Linked DNA regions of Mus musculus: region 2 is linked to region 1. Evidence: chromatin contacts called from public Hi-C data. All regions are on one chromosome and are shown on one strand. Each heading gives the region's core, a stretch centred on a gene start, on an enhancer-like site or on the middle of the called end of the contact. The rest is flanking DNA. Distances are from core to core; before and after follow the strand shown.

Region 1 (6,670 bases), core at 3,805-6,304:
GGGTTAATTTGGCTTACACTTCCACATTGTAGCCCATCATTGAAGGCAGTCAGGATAGGAACTCAAAAAGTGCAGGAACCTGGGGGCAGGAGCTGATGCAGAGGTCATGGTAAGCTTGCTTACTGGCTTGCTCCTTTCTGGCTTGTTCAACCAGCTTTTTTATAGCACCCAAGACCCCAGGTCAATGGGCTGGGCCTTCCCCCGTCAGTCAGTAGCTAAGAAAATTTCTCACAGGTTTGCCTATAGATCATATGGAGGCATTTCCTTTATTGAGGCTCCCTCCTCTCCAATGACTCTTGCTTGTGTCAAGTTGACATAAAACCAGCCAGCACAGCCTTCCCATGTAAGCCCAGATGAGACAGCAAACACATGACATCAACAGCAACAGATACACGCTGGAGCACAGGGCAATCACCGAGCGGCAAAAGCCCGCCTAGCACCTGTGACCCTTGGCCAAAGACAGAACTTAAAGAAAGCTAGAGCTCAAAACTTTCATGAAAAAGTTTGGGAGATGGAAAGGGCATTAAGCCAAACTATTGAAAATCGCAAAATTTAGTCTATTATTTCTCAGTCTTAAATTTTTTTTTGGGGGGGGGGGTGTTGAGACAGGGTTTCTCTGTGTAGCCCTGGCTGTCCTGGAACTCACTCTGTAGACCAGACCGGCCTCTTTTTTTTTGTTTGTTTGTTTTTGTTTTTTTTGTTTTTGTTTTTTTTTTTGGTTTGTCTTAAAAGTTTAAGGGCTTTGATACACCCATGTGCCAGAATACTGTTATGAGAAGATGATGGCTACTTCTCAAACATGCTAACTTTTTTGTTGTTTCCGATTGTTTTTAAACTGTTAGCAGTTACTCATGATGTCCTTAGGAATTGTGACATATACCAGAATACAATTTTTTAAACAGCTTTTTAAAATAAACATGACAGTTGGCATTTTATAATTCTGGTGCATTCCATTTGCAGAAATTCAAACTTTGGCTGATGGTTTTTCAAACCCCACCTGATGCTATTTGCCTCTGGTAAAATTAATAGAATATTTTCCTAAAAGTCTGGAGGCTTACAAAGACACTGGCCCTACTCCTGGGTGAAATGGGCTCAGAGGCTCCCAGGACACCAACCATGGAAATACGCAGTATGATGATTCCCATGGAAATGTGTGTGGGAAAGCAGCCCCAGGCTAGCACTCGGACTTGCCCAGAGCACCAAATGCCACCACGGAGTATCCTGTCCTTTCCTGGGTTATGACTAATTTAAATAGTGAGTTCACTCTTGTTTCCTGAGGGGGTAATAGATAGCAAGGAGCTATAGGACAGCTTCATTAGATTAATAAATGTCTTAGGCATTTTCAGAAAGAAATAACGGAGGAAGGAAACCTTCCCTGAATGTGGGCGAGGGCCCCAAACTAAACAAAGAGAAAATGGAGAAAGCAAGCTAAGCCGGAACTCTTGTCTTTGCTTCCTGATCTACCCTATATGAACAAGCAGTCCTGCATGCCCACTGCCACACCCTTCCCCACCATAGCGGACCTTATCCTCAAACCTCCTCCTGTAAGATGCTTTGTTTCAAGTGTTTCATTACAACCACAAGAGTAGCTAATACATAGACAGACTCAACATCCCTGAGAGGAGGTCTGACAACTCAGCTTTGCCCCTGACTGACTGAGGAAACTCCCATCTGAGGACTGTCGATCACAGGGTAAATTAACTCACAAAAAGGAAATAGCACAAAACCTATTAGAAGCTGGTATGAGCCTTGCTTCAGGCTCCTATATTTTAAAGATAACAGCTTTGGGACAGACAGACACACATACTCACTCTGGGACACGTAATGGCTCTCTGCAGCTTTGTCTTCATGCCCATCGTATTCCCTGCTGGACAGCTGCCTGTTGGCTGTCTCCAGTCGATCTATAAACAAAGGAGGAATAAGCCCAAGCCATCACACAGCAGAGAAATACAGACAGTGCCAAGAGCCGTGTATCATGACAGGGACAGTCAGGTAGGGCCCTGAATGAGCAGTTTTGAGGCAGGGACAATGCTGTACTCTCCAAGCTATCACAAGAAAACCCTTGGGGGGCTGGGAAGATGGCTCAGCCAGGAAAGTTCAGTCTGCGCAAGCACAATGACTTGAGTTTGATCCCAGCCCTCATGAGAGCTGCATACTGTGGCATGCATCTGTAATCCCAGCTCTGGGAGGTGGTGACAGGAAGATCCCCAGGGCTTCTGCTTGATGGCCAGCCAGCCTAGCTCTATCAGCTAGCTCCAGGTTCATCAAGAGAGCCCCAGCCTCAAAAAATAAGGTGAGGCTGGCTAGATAGAAAAGACTAACCATGAAGGCCAGAATGCCTGAGATCGATTTTCAGAGCCATGGTTTGCATCTGTAACCCCAGTCTTCTTGTAGAGAGACAGGAAAATCACTTATAAGTTCATAAGGCAGCTAGTCTGGAGCATTAAGTATGGCAGAAATAAAGAGACCCTGACTCAACCAGGTAGAGAAAACCAACTCTCAAAAGTCATCCTCTGCAGTGTACACACACACACACACACACACACACACACGCACGCACACACACACGCGCACACACATACACATACACACACATACACACACACGCACACACACACATACACACACATACATACACACACACATACACACACATACACACATACACATACACACACACACATACACACACACATACACACACACATACACACACACACATACACACACACACATACACACACATATACACACACATACACACACACACACACACACACACACACGCAACAAAATTAAAAATCGGGCAGAGAAGGGCCGAGAAAGACACCTGACATTGAGCGTATAAAAGAACAAGACACACCTCGGAGATCTCTGTTGAAGTCATGAAGTCTCCTTATCTCGCCTTCGAGCTTGGTTCTCATTGCCTTGTCCAGAGACTCACGCTTGGTGGTGGACTTGACCAGGCTCTCGTAGGCCTCCGAAATACTCTGCAGCTCTTTTTCAAACTGTAATAAAGACCTAGCATTAAAGCGGTATTTGTGACAGGGCCTCTGTGATGCTGACTGTCCAACACCCTGAATATGGACACTATATCTTCACGGATGTCTTTCTATGCCTCAGCCTTCATTCATATCTACTCCATCTTCCTCCTGCTGCTCTATAAGAGCTACAGTGACCCTGTAAGAACAGTCTCTCAGTTCTGGTAATGCTGTCTAACAGCACCCAGTAAAAGTATCTCACTACTGATAGGAGGATGGGATGAACCTAGGTATAACTGAAATATCCCCTTTAAAAGATTTTATTTACTTATTTGCTTGCTATTTACATGTCTCTCCATGTGTCTCACACTCGTGTACCCACACACCATATGTGTGTCAGTCTCCAAGGAGTCCAGGAGAGAGTGTTGAATCCCCCAGAGTTCCAAGCAGATGTGAACCACCCAATATGGGTACTGTGAACTCAGGTCCTCTGCAAGAGCAGCAAGTACTCGTAACCATTAAGCCATCTCTCCAGTCCCTTTGTACCATCATTTATAATGACTAATAAAGTTTTGGTTTCACATTGGAAGATATTAAGGTGGGGAGAACTCAAGCATTCCAACCCAAATGCAGACTTCCAGACTCTAAGCACAACATTCTTTCCAGAAACCCTGCTCCTTTCTCCATGCCAGGCTGGGTTTCATTGCTGAATGTTGTCTGTCCAATAGCTCTACAGAGAACCAATGCACTTCAACCTAACTATAAACAGATACACAGGAATTGTATACAAAGGAATTGCAAGGGACTGGGTTGAAACTGCAGGTGTGAGTTTATTTGCTTATATTTTACCAAACCAAGAATACTAATGGTGGAGCCTTTAGCCTACTGCGAGGACAGAACAACAAGTAGCTATAACCGCCATAAAAACAGCCTAGCAGAGCAGTGTTTCCAAGTGAATACCTACAACTTCTAGCACAGAGCTGGACAGCTCAGGGCAGACTGGATGAAATGGCAGGCAAGATAAGGGACCAGCCTAGATGCCCATCCAATAGACAGATGGGTAAAAATTGTGATTTAATACCGTGTGTGTGTGTGTGTGTGTGTGTGTGTGTGTGTGTGTGTGTGTGTGTGTATGTATGTAGAGTTTCTCTAATTATTGATTGGCTAATAAAGATAGCAAAAGCCAATTGCTGAGTGAAGATATGGAGGTGGGTTTTCCAGGAGGGAGAGGGTAGGAGTCAGGGCAGATGGCAGAGTGGAGTGGAAACTGCAGAGGTGGGTATTGTGGGGCACCAATAGTGTTTAGCCTCCGCAGGCAACTGTGGAGGCCAGGGAGGATGGGGCAGGATAATCTTTGCCCAGCCTTTGGTCAGTTTTAAAATATGAAGCCTCCAGTGTTTTCCTTCCACGGGGCTAAAGGGAGCTGGGTGAAATGGCCGTTGACAGCACTGGGCAAGGAACAGAGACCAGAGCAATTTGTGAAGCTAGCTGTGAGAGCCAGAGTTTGTGGGAAAGCGTTAGCAAGCAAGCAGGCAGCTGCTAGTCCCAGAACCAGCATACATATAAAAATAAATTTATGTCATTTGCAGGGAAATTGATAGGACTACAGATTACTATATAAGAGAAGTAAACCAAACTCAGAATCACACATAATACTGAGTATATTTTTCAAATATATGTGTATAGGACATGAAGTTTGAAGGGGCTCTTTGGGAGAAGACAGGGACTCACAGGAGCGAGACAAGGAGACAAGAGTGTGCTATAGAGTAAAGGGACCATAAGTGAAGTCGTAGCTCATTATTTGGTTAGAAGACAAAAAAAAAAAAAAAAAAAAAAGGACTGAAAGAGCCCAGCACACATGGAGGCTTGTGGCAGGCGACTGCTTACGGCAGGACCTTAAGCCACAGCTAAGAAGCACTGTGCTTTCACCCCGTCACCAGAAGGCTAGAGCCTTGTTTTCAGTCCTTCCCTCAAGTAGACAGGTCATCCAGGCGGGGGAGTCGAGAGAGCAGACTCCCTTGGTACCATGTGACTCTCCCTTAGGCCTCCTCATACAGGAGTTGCTTCTCCCTTTGTCCCATCCTCAGCAAGGCCTTTCTCCTTCCAGAGCTATCATGAGCAGCTGGTGAGTCCTGAATTGTGTTCATAGAATGGCTGCCAAGGATCCTCCTTCCTTTGAATTGCATTCAAAACAGGAAGTGCCCAGACAGGCCATCAGACTCCTAAGAGCTCTCTGATACATCCTGTGGCTCAGAAATTAATCCCAAGCACCTCATGGTCTCCTGCCAACGACAGCCCATTATTTACCTCTCTCTTTCCCAGGATCTATCAAATTACCTTGGCATGTCACGTACATACCTTGTGGAGCTTGTCAGCGTTGTCATAGCAGCCCTGAAGCTCCTGGTGAAGCACACGGTTCTCCTCTGTCAGGATCTCTACCATTTGCTGGGCTCGCTCCACAATCGCAAAGGCATCCGGTCCAAGCTGCTGGTTGGGGGAGGCTGGTAGGGGCTGTGAAGCCGCCAGGCTTATGGGAAGTGGAAGAGGCAGGGAGACGGAGTGCAGAGTACCACCGATGGAGGAGGTCTGAGAGGACATGGGGCTATGCTGCTGCACCGTAGATGGAAAAGGCAGCTGGCAGGGCCGGCTGCAAGGGAAGAGAGGACCAGTCATCAGACTCCAGAGGACATATGGAAGACCAAGGAAGGCCACCGGCACAGACACTGTCAGTGGCTTCCCTCAGCAGGGGTCAGCCGTGCACTTCCTCACACTCTGCTAAGTTAAGCGGCAGGTTAAGGCTCAGGTAGTATTTATCACATTCCTCTCACTAGGAAGACAGTGGACCAGGCAGAGCAGGTCTCTGCTCTCCAGAAGAGACAAGCAAGCCATGCTGAAAGTGGAGTCTTGTTCTCCGAAGAAAGGAATTTTGGAGAAGCGATTTCTGTGTGAGAGGTCAGAGCAAGAGTTTCTCAAAGTCTGGAAGAAAGAACCAGGGATTTGGGTGGAAGGGTGAAGCCAGGGAAAGATGTACAAGATGGCAGGAAGTAGCATCAGACAGCATCACCACATGGAAGAAAGCACACCCACAGGGCAGCAGTGCTAGACGGGGGTGGGAGGGTCTGTGCAAGCTGCAGCCACACTTCCATAAGAGGCACACAGAGGCCACTGAGGGCTGCCTCGCTAGGAGTGATGTGCTGAGAACTCAGTGTAAAGGCAGAGCCCAGGAGAAGTCTGGGTATGAATATGAAGAATGAGAAAAACAAAGATGGAGGAAGATAAAATATTATTTCTAGATATGGGGCTCAGCAAGAAATGGGTAGGGGTACCACTTAATCAAATGGGAAAGTATGAGCAAAGGACTGGCTTGTTTTGATCTGTTGGTTCTGGGGTCTAAACTTCCAGACTTCACATCTAGCCCGATGATAAAGGAGCCAACAGTGTCCTTCAACAGCTCAGTACCTGGTGCTGAACTTCAACTTGGAATCATGAATTTCTACCTCCGGTCTTCACTTCCCCTCCCCCTTCCCCTTCCCCCAAATTCTTCAGAATTCTGTCAGCCTGTTTCATGAGAATAACCATGTTTTCTTTCAGGCTAAGCCAAGGGCTCCTCATAGGAACCTGCACAGGTGCAGGAACAAATGGCAGTCATAGATCTTAATATCGGGTTCTCCCATCCCTGCTGTCCCTCT
Region 2 (7,144 bases), core at 4,218-6,717, 120 kb after region 1:
CAAAGAAGGCAAAAAAAAAAAATGGCCTGAAGGCTAAGCTCTACCATAAACAGTGCCATGCCAAGAAAATACAAATGAAAAAGACTAGTAAGGTGAATGAAAAGACAAACACCAAGCAGAAGGATGATGAGAAGACTCCACAGGGAACGGTCCCTGCCATCCCCGCCAATCTACTGGACAGAGAGAAAGCCAAGAGCAAAAGTATTTTCCAACATGGTTAAGCAGAAACAGAAAGAAAAGGTGAGAAAATGGGAGGCTCCTCTACCCAAAATTCGTGACCAAGGAGAAACAGAAGTATTGAAAGTTATTCAAACAAAAGAAAGAAAGAAAGAAAGAAAGAAAGAAAGAAAGAAAGAAAGAAAGAAAGAAAGAAAGAGGAAAAAGAAGAAAGAAGGCATGGAAAAGAATGGCTCCTAAAGTCTGCTCTGTTGGCGATGGCTTTACAAGAAAACCACCTAAGTATAAAGGGTTCATTAGACCAATGAGCCTATGTTTCCAACAAGCTACCTTTGTGTCCCAGTGCTCGGTGTGGAAAAGAACCCATCATCCCCATTATATACAACCCTGGGTGTGATCACCAAAGGTACAATTACTGAAGTGAATGTGAGCAAGTTGAGCCTTGTGACACAAGGAGGCAAGGTGATTTGGGAAAGTATGTCCAAGTTACCAACAATCCTGAGGTCGATGGGGGCACAAATGCGGTCTTGCTGGGTTGACAGTGATGGCATACAAGTTATTCCACTCAGTACTGAAGGCTGCACACTGTCAGGAAAACACCATCACTAGGATCTTTCTGAACCACCAAGCAGCCTTACCCCATGTGCAGTCATCAAGAAGTATTTATTAAATTGTAAAGGAAAATAAAACACTGCCAAATTTGAAGAAGAAGAAGAAGAAGAAGAAGAAGAAGAAGAAGAAGAAGAAGAAGAAGAAGAAGAAGAGGAGGAGGAGGAGGAGGAGGAGGAGGAGGAGGAGGAGGAGGAGGGGGAGGAGGAGGAGGGGGAGGAGGAGGAGGAGGAGGAAGAGGAGGAGGAGGAGGAGGAGGAGGAGAAGGGGAGGGGGGAGGGGGAGGGGGAGGAGGGAGAGGAGGAAGAAGGAGGAGAAGGAGCTCATGTTAAATCCTCCTTGTTCAGCTCTAAAGTGAGGGGACACTAAGCTTGTCTTTGTTGCTCAGACGGCCACTGATCAGGGCCAATAAGGTAAACAACCAGTTGGATGGTTTCTCTGATTCTATTTGCCTAGCACTGCTCACTGCTGAGTGGAGGCTTTGCAGCCTAAGTGTATAAAATAGCTTTGTTCGCTCTTTTTCTTCCTCTCAATGAGTTCAACTATGAAGATGGTTACAGGGGGCTGGAGAGATGATTCAGCCATTAAGAAAGTTGGTTGTTCTTGAACAAATAAACTTGAGTTCAATTTCCAGTTTTCATTTGGCAGCTCACTCAATATGGTAACATCTGGTACCCTCTTCTGGCCTCTTCTGGTGCCAGACAAGCATGTGGTGGACAAAAGCACATGCAGGCAAAACACCTGTACATATTATAATAAATTAAAAGATACATACACAAAACTTTATTTTCTAATCAGGGATAGCATTATTATCTCTAGTCTCCTTCTAACAACATCAAAATTTCCTCCAAATGTGCTGTTTCTTTTGCCATGTTGATGGATAACCATCGATTAACAGCCGATACAATTTAGCTTTGCCAAGCCAGTACTGTCTTCTTTACTCAAGTGGTTCCTTTCTGTGGACCTCTCTTCTATCTCACAGAACTGCACTCTTTAGACAGTTTTCCAACAACCAAGAAGAGAGCCTTTGTCATACTTGCAGTTTTGAATTGCTCATTCTTGAAAGACATAGCTTTACACAGAATACTTGCCTCATAGGTCTTTTCTCCTAGAGGTTAAAGCTGCTTTGTGCCTTTTTGCTACCTAAGGTCTTGAGCACTTCCTCTGCAGTCTGAGTGTGGTGCTCCATGTGTATTCAAATGCTTGGTCTCCAGTTGGTGAAGCTATTGGAAGGATTAGGAGCTGCAGTGGGGTTGAAGGAGGTGTGTCACTGGCGCAGCCTTTGAGCCACTCCCAGATAATGTTCTCTCCGCTTCCTGTTTATGGACCAAGATGTGAGCACTCACCTGTCTCTGATACAGTGTCTTTGCCTTGCCATCATGAACTCTAACCTGAAACTGTAAACACTTTTCTGAGTAAGTCCACCCTGGTCATGATGTCTCATCAGAGAGATGGAAAAGAAAGCAAGGCAATGCACTCTTAATTTTTCAGGGACCATATATTCTAAAGTTAGAACACTCTTAGGTGTTGCTTTTTGAGCTTGCTTCTACTTTTGCCACTTTCTCTGAAATTTCTAAGGCATGTGTGTCTGACATTGTCTCTGATTGCACCCCGGGTGACACCTGAAAGTCAGCCTTCTCCCTCTGAACCTAAAGGAGTCCATGATCACTTGAATACACAAACTTTAAATGCATGTGGCTTAAATACCACCACAACATTTGAAAGCACACAGCAAATTGAAAACAGAGAGATGGTTTTTCTAAAGGCTTCATATACGTTGATTTTAAAAACAAACAAAAATGCAAATGACCAGTTAACTTCAATTTGTATTTACTTACTAATCCAATAAACACATGAAAGTAATGCCAGTAACAAAAGCCATCCTTTTTGGCTTGGTGGAATATGCAAATTCTACCATAGTACCATCCTGGGAGCACAGTACCTGTGGCATTTTAGGGAGAAGCTGGCAATGTATATTAACAGCTTCTAATGTATTCAATGTGTAGTATAGTACCAGCCTCTAGTGTATTAGCATACATACATATGAGAATAGCTGGAGCCATGACTCAGGACTTGAGAGCTCTGGCTACTTTTGCCCGGGACCAAGGTTCAGTTCCCACCACCTACACAGCAGCTCACAAACATCTGTAATTCCAGTTCCAGGAAATCCAATGTCCTCTTCTGGCCTCTGTGGGCATTGCACACACATGGTGCACAGATGTATGTGCAGGTAAGACAAATCACACATAAAGCAATATTAATAATAAAGATTAATTTTTTAAGTATTATAACTTTTTGACTTGGTAATTTGTCTTTTAGAGTCCTAATCTAAGGAAGCCATCCCAAATCACATGGAGAGAAAAACTGTATGCCATGTTCCCATAGCAAGAAATAACTTAAAATACAACAAAAACAGAGAAAAGTATTTGTTACATTTACACAGTAAGTTATTAGTCACTAAAACATGCCTACGGAAAATCTGCAATCAAATAGAAAACTATACATACTATGACTTTATTTTGATAACAAAGTTTACAAAACTACATGTGCAGTATACCTAAGGGAGTGAAGTCCAAGTGTTGACCATGTTCACTGGCTAATACCAATGTTGGGGACTTTTTTTCTACTGTTTTTTTTTTCCACATGTTGTATAATGTCCATCTATAATTTTCATAATTAAAGGCTAATGGTTACACAAACAAATCAAAACTTCAATACAAAGTACATAGGAAGGGTCTCTATCTTCTCTTTTATCTACTCTTTATCCTTTCTTCATTAGAAATGAGTCTTCTCTTCACCCTTCCAGAAACAGCGGCCGGCTTGTTCTTGGCCGGTGTGCACTGGGTCAAATCGGTGTGCCAAGCACAGGTTAATATGAGCAACAGAACCCTGACATTTGACAATAAGCTTCAAGAGCAGATGACATTTCGTGTTTGGGATCTTGAAGTGAGCTAAGATTTATGAGTCAATTTTCCCATGGGAAATTGCTAAATTAATTCCCTGCAGTTAGAAGGTTATGGCATCCCATGGTAGAATGTTTCTTTTAGATTTCGTGTTTTGATTAGTAGGCATTTTAAGACTAAAAGTGCTTTTTATTAAAAAAACAAGATTGGCATCACAAAGAGAATTGGGTCTCCCAAGCAGTAGACAGGAAGACAGAAACATGTCAGGGAATCAATGGGGTGGGGCCATAGGAAGAAGAGGTGGAAGAGAGCCTGGGCAAGCACCCAGCTGCCACCAGTAAAAGGGGACAGGAAAGAAGGAGGAGCGGTAGACAGAGCCAGAAATTCTAGCACATCTCTGAGATAGACTTGGCCACGTTCAAGAGTACTCAAGGCCGCGAGATGGCGGAGTCTTCCGCTGGGAAGAAATGGTCCGAGTCTACAGCCTCTGTTCTGTGCCACATGGAAGGAGCCACAGTCACGATGTCGCTTTGTCATCTTCATTCCTCCCAAAGGTTTTAAATAGAAAATGAGACACGATTACTGCACCTCCATGGCACCCACAGGAATGTATTTAAAGTATGTTTTCTTCCACATCCTTCCAATCCCCCATGAAGGTGAAATTCTTTGCAACCCTGTGTTTAAGCCACGTTCATGTGTGCTGTAACCTTCCTTCCCAGCTGGTGGCGCTATTGTACAGGGTTGTGGAACCTTTAGGAGGCAGGGCTTAGCTGAAGGAAGTGGGTTGCTGGCGAGCTAGGACTTCCTGTCCTGTCTCTGCCTCTGAGCCATGGGTACAGAAGAGAGCCACCAGCCTCTCCAGACACTACAGTTGAATGCCTCCCCATCCAAGACACCCTGATCCCCTCAACTGTGAGCCAAAATAAACCGGTCCTCTCTTTAGTTGCTTAGTGCCACACATTTGGTCACAGCAATGAGAAAAGAAACTGATAAGTATCTAGAAAAAAAAGTGGCACTTTAAGCAGAGTTATGAGATTTGAGTCTAGCACAGTGCCTGGCATACAAGTGTGCTGACTAAAATGTGTCATCCGTTCACTGATCATCTGATCTTATTATGTGGTTCTCCTTACTAAAGCCAGCTACATTATCTTTGACGTCTACCGCTCTTACAATAATTCTACACAACGGGCATAGGGATTTTTATAAGATCTGAGGCTCAGGGTGACTAATTAACTCAAGGTCTCATGGCTGCCAAGTGGAAGTTCTAGGACTCAAACCCAGTGCTGCGCTGAAGCTGGCTGCATGTTTCTTTTCTCTTTACAACCAGCAGCTTTGATGAGATGCTAGTTAACTTAGGTGACGGTCACAGCAGGAGAGCCAGAATGGGGCTTATTGTAGCAACTGCCTGAAGCCTGGTAGCATTACTGGGATGTGGCACTTTTAAAACCTGGCGTTAAAAACATTTAGATGCTTAGGCTTCATCCATGATCAATGAAATCACTATGTGTGTGTGTGTGTGTGTGTGTGTGTGTGTGTGCGCGCGCGCGGGGGGGGGGGGTGATGGTAGCTAAATGGTAGAACAATTGCCTGACACATTTGAGGCCCTGAGTTTGACCCCCAACACTGAAGGAACAGAACAAAAAGCTGTTTCTGTGGTAAGGTCTGTCTCCCGCAGTGTAGACCACTCCTCCTCATGGTGAAGACAGTGTAAGAGAGTAAGAGGAGCCTACACAACGCCCAGCCTGTTGGAATCTGAATTTAAGCACAGATTTCATAATCCTATGCTGCTCTCTGGAGTTAACTCAAAGTTGATTCTCTAAGCATTGCAGCTCCCAGCACAGTAAAGGACAGTGTACATGCGCCCTCTGGTGGATCTATTCAGAAAGGCACCCTCGACAGGGGCAAAGCTGGTTAGACAAGGGACATAGACTTCATGCACACTGATTAATACAAGGCATCTGGTTAGATAGGCCTCTAGCCCACCCGTGCTGGTTCGTTTAATCAAGTCAACACAAACTCGAGTCACCTGGGAATCAGAAACTTCAAATAAGGAATTACCTCACCCGATTAGCCTGTGGGCAAGTCCGTGTTTTCTTGATTAATGATAAGATGTGAAGGTGACTAGTCCACTGCGAGCAGTGCCACCCCTGGACAGATGGACCTGGGCTGCATTCAAGGAAGCTGAGAAACAAGCAGCAGCCCTCCGTGGTTCCTGTTCCTGCTCCTGCTCCTGCTCCTGCTCCTGCTCCTGCTCCTGCTCCTGCTCCTGCTCCTGCTCCTGCTCCTGCTCCTGCTCCTGCTCCTGCTCCTCCTCCTGCTCCTGCTCCTCCTCCTGCTCCTGCTCCTGCTCTGTGGTTCCTGCTCCTGCTCCTGTTGAGTTCCTGCCTTGATTTCTGTCAGTGATGGAGTGTGATCAGGACATGTCACCCGACGCCTTTCTTTCCCAAGTTGCTTTCACTCATGGTGTTCATCACAACAGACAGCAAACTCGGGCAACCTTAAAAGCTTGACAGAAGGACACTATGACACAGATTGCCATTGCCTTGTGTCTCTGAGGACTCCTGTATATGACCCCAGCTTCCTCAGGAGGAGCTCACACATGAAATCCCTGCAAGGTTTTCTCAGTTTTTCAATACCGTGCATTAAGGCAGGAGAGAGTTGTGGCTTCTCTCTCAAGTCCGTTTGCATGACATGTTAATCTCATCAACTCTGGCTAATCTTGTGACTAATCCATAATTTTATCAGTTGCCAAGTGTTCAATACAGTCTAGTCATACAGCTGTGGATATTAAATGTGAATGCCAGGCTTGACAGTGGTCTGACCAGAGCTCCCCAACACAACTCAGGAAAAAGTTTTGGCCTTGTGTGGTAGTGCTTACCTGCATAGTGCCAGTACTCAGGAGCTGAGGCAGGGGTACTGTTACAGGTTTTAGAGCAGCCTGGATTCCATGACAAGACTGTCTCAAGACAGAGAAAGGAGAAGGTAGGAGAGGAAAGGAGGGAGGGAAGAAGGAAGAAGGGGAAAAGAACAACAAACGAATGTTTTTAGTGCAATGTGACAATACTGCTGCCTGGTGTCCCTCAGGTACCTGGCTCCTCCTCAAGAAGGCCTCAAGAAGACCTGCATGCACACACATGCATGCACACACACACACACGCACACAACTTCCTATGACCTTACACCATGGGAAGATTTTGGAAATAGTCTTTCCTTCTTCAAAACTTTTCTCTTCCCTCTGTCTACACTGTCATTCCTGGGGCATTCTACTGTGGTTCACAGTGGGGTTCCTCCATTCCACATCAGGACCCCAGCAAGGGAGTGCTGGTGAGAGGGGAGACTCTAGCAGAGGAGGAGTGCTGGTGAGAGGGAGGACTCTAGCAGAGGAGGAGTGCTGGTGAGAGGGAGGACTCTAGCAGAGGAGGAGTGCTGGTGAGAGGGAGGACTCTAGCAGAGGG

What was found. Hi-C and Micro-C count contacts between places; a contact is called where the count stands out from the background.
Region 2: a contact with region 1 is called in a Hi-C map of stem cell-derived neural stem cells, with 2.1 times the contacts expected there. The contact joins two enhancer-like sites. A contact is called at or near these places in 10 of 39 promoter capture datasets (the 3T3-L1 cell line, 3T3-L1-derived adipocytes, cranial neural crest and 6 more), 9 of 484 Hi-C or Micro-C datasets (cardiomyocytes, muscle stem cells, nephron progenitors and 4 more), 6 of 115 datasets of contacts at active chromatin or transcription factors (cardiomyocytes, epiblast stem cells, fibro-adipogenic progenitors and 3 more) and 4 of 9 other capture datasets (adipose tissue, embryonic stem cells, liver and 1 more).

What each region holds. Positions count from the first base shown.
Region 1 is chr9:14,569,812-14,576,481 of GRCm38.p6, forward strand. Amotl1 (angiomotin-like 1) reads right to left here. Exons shown (of 13, transcript NM_001081395.1): 4 at 5,340-5,628; 5 at 2,864-3,008; 6 at 1,812-1,901. Among named protein-coding and RNA genes, the nearest start is that of Amotl1, 42 kb to the right of the region's middle. Within about 2 kb of position 5,055, at least 54 of the 459 cell types and tissues checked have an H3K27ac peak or open chromatin away from gene starts, as enhancers often do. A contact at or near this core is called in stem cell-derived neural stem cells, where this site is marked.
Region 2 is chr9:14,693,629-14,700,772 of GRCm38.p6, forward strand. It overlaps the pseudogene Gm18997. Among named protein-coding and RNA genes, the nearest start is that of Gm10706, 7.3 kb to the right of the region's middle. Within about 2 kb of position 5,468, at least 42 of the 459 cell types and tissues checked have an H3K27ac peak or open chromatin away from gene starts, as enhancers often do. A contact at or near this core is called in stem cell-derived neural stem cells, where this site is marked.